Linked DNA regions of Mus musculus: all the other regions are linked to region 3. Evidence: chromatin contacts called from public HiChIP or PLAC-seq data. All regions are on one chromosome and are shown on one strand. The core of a region is the stretch at or near the end of the contact, and the rest is flanking DNA. Distances in the headings are between cores, read along the strand shown. Region 1 holds the start of Sbf2 (SET binding factor 2). Region 2 has its middle 15 kb from the start of Gm28863. Region 3 overlaps Sbf2 (SET binding factor 2).

Region 1 (4,153 bases), core at 1,238-3,737, 210 kb before region 3:
AACAAAAGAAAACAGGAAAACAAGTGTTGACAAAGATATAAAGTTAAAATCCTTGATCAGTGCTGAGAGGTAAGATCACAAAGCCATTGTGGAAAACAGTTGGTGGTTCCTCAAAATTAAACAGAGAATTACCACATGTAATTCAGTACTGTCCGGTAGTGCTGTTCCTAAGGATATACCAATGGAATTGCAAATTGACATTCACATACTTTCTATACATGGTCATAGTGCCAGTACCCATAAAGTAGAAACAATGCCCCAACCTACCAGTGGATAGGCAAAACATGGTCACACAGACAGTGCAGGGTTATTTAGCAGTAAGGGGAATGTAGCACTGAAGCTCCAATGTAACTCTAGGCAGTACTGACAATAAAGTAGGGTTAGAACTAGGAAACAATAAAGCAAGCAGGATTCTTAGACACAAAATGGCATATACTTTATAATTCAAGTTATAGGAAGTATCTTACAATGGGCAAACTTATAGAATCAGAAAGTAATGGTGTTATAGCCAGGACCTAGAGAGAGAAATAGTTATGTCTGTTTAATGGATTTTGGGTGAAGAAAATGTTTGAAACTAGACAGATGTAGTCATTGTCCACAAGGTATTAAATATTTTTAATATTTTATGTGTATGGATGCTTGGATGTTTGTGTGCCACATGCATGCCTGCTGCTGGAGGAAGCCAGAAGGTATTGGATCCTGTGCAAATGGAGTCACACATGGTTGTGAACTGTCCCTGTGGCTGCTGGGAATCAATTCCAGTCCCCTGGAAGGGCAGGCAGCACAGGTCTCTCAACTGCTGAATCATCTTCCCAGACCTTATCCCAAATTAAAAAAAAAAAAAGTAAAATTGAGGGAACAAATCCCCACAATAATAATTTATATGGAATCCATCCCCTACCAGCTGTAATCAAGGCAGTTCCAGGAGGACAACGCCGCCGACAGAATAGGGAAGGACTTTCTACCATGGCTGTTAAGCACTGGAATGGCAGTCTGTAGAGGAAGTGAGATTACTCTTTACTGAAAAAGTGGAGGAAGAGCTCCCAGGGAAGTTACCTGGAAATTTTCTCTATGAGGTGTGGCAGGTTGTTTTGTTTGCTTTCATTATTTTGAAAACTAACCTAGTTTTCATCACTGCAGGTATGCTGATTCCGTCTGACTAGAAGCTGATTACAAAGGAGGTCCCGAGGTAAAGTACCCCTTCCCTTTCAATTCTTCTAGCATAGCCCAACCCTCTCAGACCTGCTGAAAGGTCTGGCCTTTTGCTGTCGATATAGTTTAACGGTAGCAGGCTTGCCCAGCATGTAGGAGGCCCTAAGTTCAATTTCCAACGCGGAAGCGGGAAAGGGGAACGCTGGCCCAGAAGAGAGAATTAGTCAGAGCAGCTGAGACTATGACCCTTTGGACTCTGAGTTCACAGCTCCAGGCACTAGCTTTCTGCTGGTCTTTGGCAGAGGGCGTGTGTTGCACTAGGCACGTTAGAACCTACTACGTACAATCTATAGAAGGATCAAACCCTCAGTGAACGATGGCTTCACGATCACTTCTAAACCATAGGTTCTGAAAACTTCATAGTTCAAATACATACACTACTACTAAAATTTCATGATCATTAAGAAGTAACAAAGTTAAAAAAAAAAAGTGACAAATCCAAGTGTGCCAGCCAAATTAGAAAACATCGGTAGGAGATATTTCTTAAAAACGCAATCGACTTGAATGCTCTCTAGGCTCTCAAAGTGCCCTATGAATTCTGTGGAGTGTTTGCAGTAGAGCAACTTGAAGTTAACACCTGCTTCAGCCTGAAAAGTCCTGAGACAGTGAAAAAGGCAGTGAAAGTCAGGCGGGCGGGGCTCCCCGGGGAGAGACCGGCCCATTTTAGGAGGATCCCGGGGATGCCCCTGTTCCTAGGTGGAATAACTCCCTGGGGCACTCAGAGGAAAGCCCAAGCTGACCGCCCCCAGCCCAGGCAGCCCCGAAACCAGAGGCGCCTCTGAAGATTGCGCAAGTCTTTTCCTCCCCCGCCTGCTTGGTGGCATGTTTCTAAAATTCCCATCTGCACAACATAAACAGGAAACGTGCAGCAAAAAGCCTTGGCGGTGCAAATTCCAAGCTTCCAGCCGAGGGCGGGAGAATTTCATCCGTGCTGCCGGTGGCAGCAAGCGGCACCAAAGAACAAACTTTCCAAGTGACCCCGCACCCCTCCATCCCCTTTTCCCCCCGACTGCAAAAGGGAGATGGCGGAAGGAAGGACCCCTGCTCCAGGAAAATAAAGAACCGGGCGGGGGTGGGGGGCGTTGAGGCAGCAGCTGGGCCTCTAAGCGCCCGGCCTCGGTGGCGGCGCGAGGCCAGGCCGCGCCGGGCCGCCCACCTCGCGAGCCGCGTGTCCGAGCGGCCTCCGGGCGCCGCGTGGGTTCGCGGACGCCGGGCACTGGGTCGTCGAGCCCTTTCGGGTGGGGCGGGGGAGGGGCGGGCGCGAGGCGCGGCGCAGGCGCAGTGAGCGCCTCGGTTGTCAAACATGGCTGAAGCGCCGCTGCTACCGCTACAGCCGCCGAAGGGAAAATGCTGAGCTCGCCCGGGCCGGGTGGGCGGCGGCGGCGGCGAGGGCGGCGACGGGAACCCGCTTCCCGGGCGCGGCGGCGGCGGTCATGGCCCGGCTGGCCGACTACTTCATTGTGGTAGGCTACGACCACGAGAAGCCAGGTAAGGGTGTGGGGCGGGCGCCGCCCCCGGGCTTCGCCTCCGCCCCCGGCAGCCGTCCAGTGGGCTCGGCGGGGCCGGGCGTCGCGGCTGGGAGGCGGGGAGGCGGGCGGGCCGGGTCCCGCGGTGGAGGAGCTGCGGGTCGACTGGTGTCGGCCTTCGCGGCGGGGCCGAGCCTGGCTGCGGTGGGCGTGTGTGAGGGAACCGTCGGACGGCGGTAGCGGGGCTAGGCCGCGGCGGTGCGGCCGGGGACTGGCGGGCCGGACCGGTGGCGAGCCTGCCCGCGCGCCGCCACGCGCTTCTGCGGAGGCGGCTGGCACCCGGGACCGCGCCCTCGTGCCTGTGGAGTTGGGAGGGCGGGAGCACACTGTACGAGGCTCCTAGGGATACACTGTGTCCTGCATCCTGAATAGGAGTGACGCTGGGGGCAGTCCTCCCGGAAAGGAAGTGCCGAGAGTCCTGCGCTGCCTCCCGCCGGCCCGGGGTGTGTGTGGGGGGAGGGGGAGGCTGGACATCCCGGCCGAACGCCGGGTACTTGGATAGGTCAAAGGATCCGAGCACTTTGAAACATTTCTAGGAAAATTGTTTCAGGACGTATGTGTCGGCATTCCAGAATGAAAGGACTCTGCTAAGCAAAGAGAGCCGGCCGACCACTGCAGGTGCTCTCTCTCACTTAGCTCTCACGTGTTTTGATTGTTCTCTGGTTTTTCTCGGCCGAGAATTTTTCACAAGGAACAGTTTGGCAGATAGGTTGCTTTTTACACTTCGGTGGACTAGCACAACCAGAAGTATACAGGGCTCATGCACGTTCATTTTCGTAATTGTATCTCTTTGTGTTGCTGTTTATAGATAAGCGGGATGTGCTAACAAGGTTATTGTAGAGCAGGGGAAGCTACAGTCTCGCAGTTGCAAGGGATTTTAGATACCAGCGCTCCACCCCCTTCCATGTCCCCGAGGTGCTTAGGTTGTGCTTTGCTGATGTTAGTCGTTGCACCAGCATACCATTGTTCTGCCCACCTCTTTTTATTATTTATCCCTAAGGATTTATTTCAGAGATGGGAGCCTTCACATTCTTTTCTCACCACTACCTAATTGAGGTCAATTAGGAGAAGCAGGCTCTTGCTGGGCAAGCCTGGAGACCTGAGCCATGAAAAGGTGCCAGGCAAGAACTGATTGCCCACAGTTGTCCTCTGACCTTCCTGGGTGTGCCCTGGCATGCATGCCCACTCCCACCATGAAGACACACAATAAATAAAAGGAGAAGACGTCGGGCTGTATTTGGAGAATCTTCTGGCTGCTCCAAAATGCCCTGTCCTTTCTTAGAAAATTTTGAGTCTCTTACCAAGGTGACATAGTCTGTCAGTCTGGTAAGATTGCCAGTGTGCAGAATCAGTTTTGTTTTTCACCTTGTTCCATTTTTAGTTACATTGTTCTTCACCCACAACAATTTTATCTT
Region 2 (3,903 bases), core at 959-3,458, 240 kb before region 3:
AACGGCCTTGTCCACATGCTCATCATAGAGCCTACACATGCCCTTGTGTGGGAACCTTTGTCAGGCTGCGGCTATGGTGGCCTTGTGACCTGCCAATCGGTTGTCCAACCTTCTGATCATCTGGAGTTCTCTCAGCAGTTGCTATCCCCTCTCTCTCCACCAACTCAGGGTGAAGGAGCAGGTAGAACTTTCTGGCAGGAACTTGGAGCATAGGCTGAGTCTTCTGGGGTGAGCAAGAACACAGCAGATACAAGAGATGGTGGGTGGGCTCCCACAGATCTCCAAGCAATCCCAGGAAGCATTTAGCTTATTATTCACTAAACAGTTGTTCCCTGCCTGAAGATGAGAAGTGAAATGACCCAGGATCTTCTAGAACTAAGAGCTGTCATGAGTATCCCGAGAGGAAGGAAAAGCTGAAACCATTACCCCAGACCTGCAAGGGTTTTCCTGTCTTGGGTCCCCTCACTTTCCATTGCTGAGATCACATCAGCCCCCCAAGAGGAAATATTGCTTTAGTGGCTGGCCTCTTGCCATGGCTGAGCCAGGCTAGAACATTCCCAAAGCCTTTACACAACCCTAGAGAAGAACAACTGGACATAAACAAGAAAATGCATGAAACATAAACACAACACAAGCTTGTGAACCACAGTAACAGGGCAAGACACGGGTGGAAGGAATTTTGCGTGTTATGAGTTTTTGTGAATTTATCAAGAGCCATACTTACTCTAAAAGCAATGCATCTGTATTTTGAAGCCTCTATAGTGTACCTTTTGTCTCCTCGTCACACTCTAGTATGTATGCTTTGTATACCATGAGCTGTTCATCTGAGTAATTCTGAGAAGCCTTCCTCCTACTCCTTCCTCCCTTCCCCCACCCCCACCCCTACCTCCTCCAGGATTTCTGCAGATGAGTGCATAGGTGATCAGCTCAGTCATTCAATAAATGTGGGCCTAAGTAGGAGCTGTGGCGCAAGACATTGAGTAATGAGCCATCGTATACCTGGTCTTATCAGGCTCAGTCTGATAGGAGAAACTATCAAGGGTCATTTCCTTAATACTTTATGTCATCTAAAAACTATCAGATTTGACTTAAAAAAAATCAGATTTAGCTGAGCATGGTGGAGCACGCCTTTAATCCCAGCACTCGGGAGGCAGAAGCAGGCAGATTTCTGAGTTCGAGGCCAGCCTAGTCTACAAAGTGAGTTCCAGGACAGCCAGGGCTATACAGAGAAACCCTGTCTTAAAAAACCAACCAGCCAAACAAACAAACAAAAATAAATAAATAAATAAACAGATTTATATGAAAATCCATCTAACAGGCTCGTTAATCTCTGCCAATAAAAAAAAAAAAACAAAACAAAACAACAACAAAAGATCACTATTTAAAGAATTCCCAAAATCAATGATGATAACAGAAAGAAGTGTGCGTGTGAGTGCATCTTCCTGAAGACAGCAAAGAGGAAAATCCCACTTTCTAGAACTGTCAAGACAGGTGATGTCTGTCCTCTGTGCCTGCAATCAGATGACTAAGCGCCCCTGTCAGACCCATCCAAGCTTATGACTCTTAACTCTTTACCATTATCTCTACATCTAACCTGAACTCAGAGTCTATCACCTAAGAGTATTATCTTCATTTCCCTGGGGATGCCACTTCCTCAATCTGCCTCAGCTTCCTCAAAGAAGGCAAAGATAAGACATCTGATGATGTCACAAGTAAACGTGAGCTGAAGCCTGCTGGCCAGCTCTACTCGGAAGAGCATTTCCACTTCCGGAGCAGGGCAGGGGGTACTTACGAGGAATACTACCCATTGATACGTCCTTCAGAGAACAGTCTATGCAGGAGCCAGCCTTCAATTATGGCCCATATGGCATCACTGTCCCATGAGGAAGATACTCAAATTCTTAAGGGTTGGATCTTGCTCAAGGGCCCTGTAGGTCCTCCCTGGGTTCAGGGAGTCTCACCAAGCTTATTCTACTAGATGGGGCAGACAGCCATTGAACTAACTTAAAAGACAGCAAGCACCCATGGGACCCTACAGTTTATTCTAGCACACAGCAGACCTGCTGGTACAGAACTATGTAAACATACATTTCACAGCCCCCAAATTCCTCAAGGCACTTGGCAAAGATCAACTGATACACATGCCTAGACTAATTCCAATAATGTATTCCAAAGGAAACAGCAGGTGGCAGCAGAGGGTTACAGTTTTTCACTCTTTGGCATGGCATGAGAACAGAGTGTGGGGCATAATCACATCTGAGTCACCCCACTGGCCTAGAGATGGCTCGCCACCATTTTGTCATGTGAGTAGTGTAGAGTCCTCTCCAGTGGGCTCTGTGCATTTTAAAAAGAGACTCTCCCAAAAGCCCCAGTCCAAAGCCAGAAGTTTTCCTGGTTTCTGTGAGCCGAGCAGGGCAGCGACTGCCGGCAGGATTGTCCAGATCACACCGGCTCTAGCTATGCATCTTTCATAGCCTGTGACCCAATGTCAGGGCATTTTAGTTCACGGCTTCCTCACAAAGGAGAGGCCCTCAAAGAACATGGTGAAGTAGCGGAGTGCCTGACAAGTGAGTTTCCACAGCAGTGTTTTTGCTCCATTATGTTATCCAAAGCTAGAATGTAGGGGCTGAGAAAGGGAATTAATAGAACCTAAAGCTGAGGTACCTGGCAAGTTAGAGACCTTAGAAAGTCCCATCACAACCAGCAGCTGCTGTAGCACTGGGCTCATGGGCTGACAGAGTTATGATCACTCCCCCACTTGGCCCTGTATCTTCCTTGCCTTACGTAGTACTAGTGTGCATGTTGCAGTTGGAAGGTTTGCATTATAGTGCTGTGCTGGATTTTGCAGGCCAGTCCTTTGCTGAATTGCTTTGCAGGACAAGTAAGTAAGGACTGGAGCCTGCCAGATAGCTCAGTGGATAAGACTACTTGCTACCAAACTTGAGGACTTGAGTTTAATTAATCCCTGGGAACCAAAGGATTAAAGAAGGAGAGAACCAACTTCCACCTATTGTGTTCTGACCTCTACATGCACACTGTGGCATGCAAACATGCAGCACTCACATGCGAGCAGACAGACAGACAGAGACACACACACATTCACTCACACATGAAATACAAGCATTGTGAACTGTCAGTTTATTTCATTACAAAATGGTGCTCTAGTCGGGCTCCTTAGAAACACTTGGATTTAGCTGCTCTGTTTCCATCAAAAAATAAACTGAAACACTTATCTTTTAGAGGAGGGTAGAGGGATGGAGGGGAAGATGGAGGAGGAGGGACGGATGAAGGGGAAGATGGAGGAGGGAGGGATGAAGGGGAAGATGGAGGATTTTGCTCTTTGGTAAAATGAACAAAAATTACTAAAGAAAAAAAAATTGGAAATCTGGTTCCTAAAATCCTAACAGATCTTGCAAACAGATGTACTTGTGGGTTTTCTTTCTGAAAGTTGAGTTGACAGAAAACTGAGCCTTGGCCCTTTACAAGTTACATAACTGAACTTGCAGCATCCACCACTCCTGGGAGAGCCTCCGGAAAGGTGGTGTGGCAGATGGGGACAATATTCTGTGACTTAATGTGTGACTTCAACTTCAGATGTATGAGCTGGGTTTACTTTCCGACAGAAAACATAATCTTGGGGCTGGCTGGGAGTGTGGCTCAATGCCTGCCTAGGCTGTCAGTCACCAGCAATGTGCCCTGGTGTTACCGAAGTCGTGGCACATTCTTGCCATTCCAGTACCAGGGATGTGGAGGCAGAAAGATGAGAACTGGAAGGTCGTCTTCCACTATATGGTGAGCTCAAGGCCAGTCTGTACTACACAAGATCCTGTCAAGAAAGAGAATGAGAGTGGGACAGAGGAAGGAGGGGAGGGGAAAGCAGACAGGCAATGTTACCTTATTCTG
Region 3 (4,563 bases), core at 1,884-4,383:
GCACTCACTCATACCCTGATTAAATACATGTGCAGTGGGAACTGATGGGGTCTTTGGAAAGTCAGTTGTGTTGGATGGTGTTTTGCTGGGGCAGGCACATGAAGGAGTGCTTTCCTGAAGTGGACGCAGGTGAAAGGATATTTTGCTAAACAAGCACATGAAAGAACGCATGATGAAGAATTCTTTGCTAACAACACACGTATATTGGTTCACCTTACATTGCGTAGCTGAGATCCGTTTGCCATGACTCCATACAGAAAGAACACCAAAAAACTTCTGGTGGTGTTCTGGCAGCTTCTTGTTGATTCTGTGGACTTGGGTGAACTGGCCGAGTGAGGTTAGCTGATATAGACTCACGTGCTAAGGCAAGACCTGTGGAAGACATGTGATGTTTGAAGGGAGTATAAATAGCACTCAACAGACAGTGACAGGGTCGTGTTTGCATAGCTAAGTTTGCAATACTTTGTTAGTCTTGAGTCTTCACTAAGAGGGGCATGGCAGAGAACTTCTCCTGATGTCCAAGCTGGTCCTAGTTTCCCCTGCTGACTCAAGCCGATTAGGCTGAGGCCTAGCTGTTTCTTCTGGATCATGCCACCGATGCTGATTCACGTTTGCTATCCCAACACTACTGAACTGGACTGCTGGTATTTTTGTGAAGTGTTTTTGAGTGGATAGACTTGCCACTGCTGACTCCTGTTAACTGAACTGCTAACATAGATGGGATTTGCTCCAAAGAAGAATTTCTAAACAGGTCCACTTCCTCCGTGACCTAATAATAACCTTTCTTTTCCACTACCTCTTGTGAGTGGTGGGCTAGAAGGGAGGTTAAAACATTTAAGAACCATTATTAAAATTAAGGTTGAGAAGAATTTAAGACTCTGTGTGTGTGTGTGTGTGTGTGTGTGTGTGTGTGTGTGTGACTGAAGCTGAAACTATAGTGAAATGTATTTGCCACCTTTTTTTTTCTTAACATTGTACTTCAAGAGCTGTAAGGATAGGCATATAAAAGTGCTACAGGGTTGAGGGTAGCGTGGGTAAATGACAGAGAAAATAATGAATCCTTTCCCTAGGGATGTTGTTATGATAGGAATGAGTACAGTGTACAATAGAGTGAATAAAGCTGACTCCCTGGGCTACAGCTCATAGCAGGGGAGCTGGAGTGGTTATTGAGACAGTCCACATCACCTCATGAGTCTACCATGACAAGTTTACAAGCCTGGCAGGAGAGTCTAGTTATAATTCTGTAATAGTCAGATCATAGCTGAGACTTAAGGAGAATGTTGTAATATAAAGAGGTGGTTTGGTTTTAGTTCCTGTGTAGAAGATGCAAATATTTTCAAGACTTTGGACAATTCACAGCTATTTTTTTTCCTTTTATTTATTTTAATTTTTTACAATCCAGTCGTTGCCCCCTTCCTGGTCTGCTCTCCCACAGTTCTTCATTCCTCCCCTCCTCCCCTCCAACCTACCACCCCACCATCCCACCCCATCTCTAAGAGTATGTTCCCACCCCCCACCCTGCCAGGCCTCCCTCACTCCATGGGGCCTCAAGTCTCTCCAGAGTGAGGCACATCTCCCACTGAGGACAAACCAGGCAGTCTTCTGCCATATATGTGTTGGGGGGCCTCATATCAGCTAGTTTATGCTGCTGATCTTCCTATGGGGTTACCCTCCTCCTCAACTTCTTCCAGCCTTTCCCTAATTCAACCACAGGGGTCCCCAACTTCAGTCCAATGGTCGGGTGTAAGTATCTGCATCTGTCTCAGCTGCTTGTTGGGCCTCTCAGAGGACAGCCATGCTAGGCTCCTGTCTGTAAGACACATCAGTAATAGCGGAACCTCCACTTGAGAAGATGATCCCAAGTTGGGCTGGCCACTGCACCACCTTTCCCTCAGTCTCTTCTCCATTTTTGGCCCTGCAGTTCTTTTAAACAGGAACAATTCTGGATCAGAGTTTTTGTCTATGGGATGGCAACCCCATCACCACTTGATGCTATGTCTTTCTACCAGAGGTGGACTCTAAAATAAGTTCCCTCTCCCCACTGTCAGGCATCTCACCTGAGGTCCCTCCCTTTGTGTCCTGAGAGTCTCTCACCTCCCAGGTCTCTGGTACTTTCTAGAGAGTCCCCCTACTGTCACCCCTGAGGTTACACATTTTCATTCATTCTGCTAGCCTTCAAACCTTCTCTCCTGCCCCCCCATACCTGATCAGATAATTCACCGCTATTTTATATTTCATTTTTTCCTAAGCTACCTAGTCTAAGTTCTATAGTTAGCTCCATTAATGTACAATACCTTTGATTTTCATTTTTAAATGTTTAAATATAACAATTTTAAGAGATTCCAAAGTTTTATGAAATAGGACGGCTGGCCAAAACAGTTAAAAAGTATGCAGGATAAAAGTACTAAGTGCTTAGAGATGAATGGCAATTAAGATTACAAGGCTCACTTTCCAATTGTAGCAGAATAATTAAAGGTAAATTACATATTGAAGTTGAGAGTAAAGCATAAGTGTGCTAGTCCTTGCAAGTTCATGAATTGCCTGGTACATTTGTAACTGCAAGCCTGTTATGTTGCCACAGCACAGGGGACTCCAGAATGTGCTTTTGGGAACTGATTCCCAATAGATAACTGCACTGTTCTGGAATGCAATCGCTGTGTCAATAGCTGTAGCCTTATTGTTTTAGAAGTTTTCCATCTTTACCCTAATTAATGTCTCTAACGTGATTTGCGAGGAATTTTATATTTATATTTTGCAATCAGTGTTTGACTGGCAAAAAGTTTTTAGACATTCGCTACAATGTGTAAACATTTTGTAAAATAATAAATAGCTCTTCCTAATCTAAATGTTTTATGGTTGCTGGGCCTCTGCTAATTGGTCATGGATTGAAATCCACTGTTCTTTAATTTTTTAATTTGTGGGAAGTTTTTATAAATGAATGTGTAGAGCTTCATATCACAGCTGTTGTCACTTAAAGTTTGGACAGCATCATTACAAATGAAGGCCTGCTGTGAAGTCAAAGTCAAAAGGCATCTTGGCATCCCAACCATTTCCTTGGGAGAAGATTACAGCTCAAGTCTGTTGAACTTTATTGCCTTGGGCCTCATGACAGTCTTCAGAAACATGCAAAGCATTTCTGTTAAAGAAATTCAGATGTGCTGGGACATAGATGACATTCTTGAACATAGCAGTGTCCTAAGGGGGTAAAGAATAGTCAAGCGGGAAAAGATAAACAGTTTTTGCTCTGTCCCTGGATTATTTTATAAGATTTATGGAAATGATGGAGGCCTACATGATACCATATAGGAAAAAGGCGCAGGGTTCTCTATGTGGCCTGACCATATCTTAAGATAAAATCTAAATGTGATTCCAGCATAATGACTTAGCTTCAAAATCATCTTCCTGTTTGTGTGGGGTAGGTGTTAGGGTACAAGGCCCTGTGGATGCAAGGTAAGCACTGAAGTCATCTTTCATTCAGTTGGTTTTATTATTCACAGAGATTGTCTCTCTTCTTCTCCACTCCTGTCTCCTGGCATGTGTGTGCCTGAAAGAAAGACATAACTAAAATAGTTCCAGCACTTAACCCCATTTATAGCTGAAACTCTTTTTAATCTAAAGCCAAAGATCATTTGGTCCAATTTAATATCTATACAACAGGTATCCAGATTCCAGCACAAATCCTCATAGAGCTAGCATAAACAACATGGCTGCCCTCATGTCTTTGCCTTTTTATTTCTGGATCTTCATGTGTGGAGGGGAGGGGGTGTATGTGGGGATGGGCTGAAGCTAGGATCCATGTCTAGGAGAAAACATGTGCTATTTGTCTCTCTGCATCTGTGTCATCTCACTTAATATTTTTCAGTTCCATCAATTTTCTTGCAAATTTCATAATTTTATTTTTCCTCATGGCCAAATTGTGTGTGTGTGTGTGTGTGTGTGTGTGTGACCATTTTAGGCTAATTACTTTTCTTTATTGTTGAGAACAGAGTAGTGATAAATTTGCAAGTGTCTGTGGGTATGGAATACTTTGGGTATAAACCTAGGAGTATAGCTAAGTCTTAATGGTAGTTCTGTTCTTTGTTCTGTTTTGAGAAACCTGGAGGCTGATTTCCATAGTGGTTTACTAGTTTACATTTAATAATGGTGTCTCTTTCCCTGCATCCTTTCCAGGATCCTTTCCGGCATTTGTTATTTACTTGATAATAACCATTTTAACTAGGATGAGATGGAATCTCAAGTTTTAATTTGCATTTTTCTAATGGCTGTGGATGTTGAATACTTTTTAAAATACTTCATATGTTTGTTTCTTTTATCTATGTGTATGTCTGAACATCAGAACAGGGTATTGAGTCCCATGGCACTACAGTTATAGCCAATTGTTAAGCCTCCATGTGGTTGCTGGGAATTGAACTCAGAACCTCTGGAAGAGCAGCCAGTGCTCTTAACTGCTGAGCCATCTCTCCAGCACCTACCCCCCAATGTCTTAACCCATCTTTTGTAAACTGTCTCTTCTGATCCTTGCTCTGTTTGAGAGTTTGGTTTTGGTATTTTAATTATTCTGGT

The links. HiChIP or PLAC-seq counts read pairs in DNA pulled down with a chosen protein or histone mark.
Region 1: an H3K27ac HiChIP or PLAC-seq map of embryonic fibroblasts shows a contact between it and region 3, with 3 times the contacts expected there. The contact joins the promoter of Sbf2 here to the enhancer-like site in region 3. A contact is called at or near these places in 13 of 39 promoter capture datasets (the 3T3-L1 cell line, the C10 cell line, cranial neural crest and 9 more), 1 of 484 Hi-C or Micro-C datasets (extraembryonic endoderm stem cells), 12 of 115 datasets of contacts at active chromatin or transcription factors (bone marrow-derived macrophages, craniofacial prominence, embryonic basal ganglia and 8 more) and 2 of 9 other capture datasets (adipose tissue and pancreatic islet).
Region 2: a contact with region 3 is called in an H3K27ac HiChIP or PLAC-seq map of trophoblast stem cells, with 4 times the contacts expected there. The contact joins two enhancer-like sites. A contact is called at or near these places in 1 of 15 datasets of contacts at CTCF or cohesin (large pre-B cells), 6 of 115 datasets of contacts at active chromatin or transcription factors (bone marrow-derived macrophages, craniofacial prominence, embryonic fibroblasts and 3 more) and 1 of 9 other capture datasets (embryonic stem cells).

What each region holds. Positions count from the first base shown.
Region 1 is chr7:110,613,254-110,617,406 of GRCm38.p6, reverse strand. It overlaps Sbf2 (SET binding factor 2), which reads left to right and starts at 2,487. Exons shown (of 41, transcript NM_177324.2): 1 at 2,487-2,700. The coding sequence starts at 2,646.
Region 2 is chr7:110,643,861-110,647,763 of GRCm38.p6, reverse strand. No RefSeq gene overlaps it. Among named protein-coding and RNA genes, the nearest start is that of Gm28863, 15 kb to the right of the region's middle. Within about 2 kb of position 2,208, at least 43 of the 459 cell types and tissues checked have an H3K27ac peak or open chromatin away from gene starts, as enhancers often do. A contact at or near this core is called in trophoblast stem cells, where this site is marked.
Region 3 is chr7:110,400,806-110,405,368 of GRCm38.p6, reverse strand. The region is part of intron 16 of Sbf2 (SET binding factor 2); the gene reads left to right. Among named protein-coding and RNA genes, the nearest start is that of Gm32861, 110 kb to the right of the region's middle. Within about 2 kb of position 3,133, at least 19 of the 459 cell types and tissues checked have an H3K27ac peak or open chromatin away from gene starts, as enhancers often do. A contact at or near this core is called in embryonic fibroblasts and trophoblast stem cells, where this site is marked.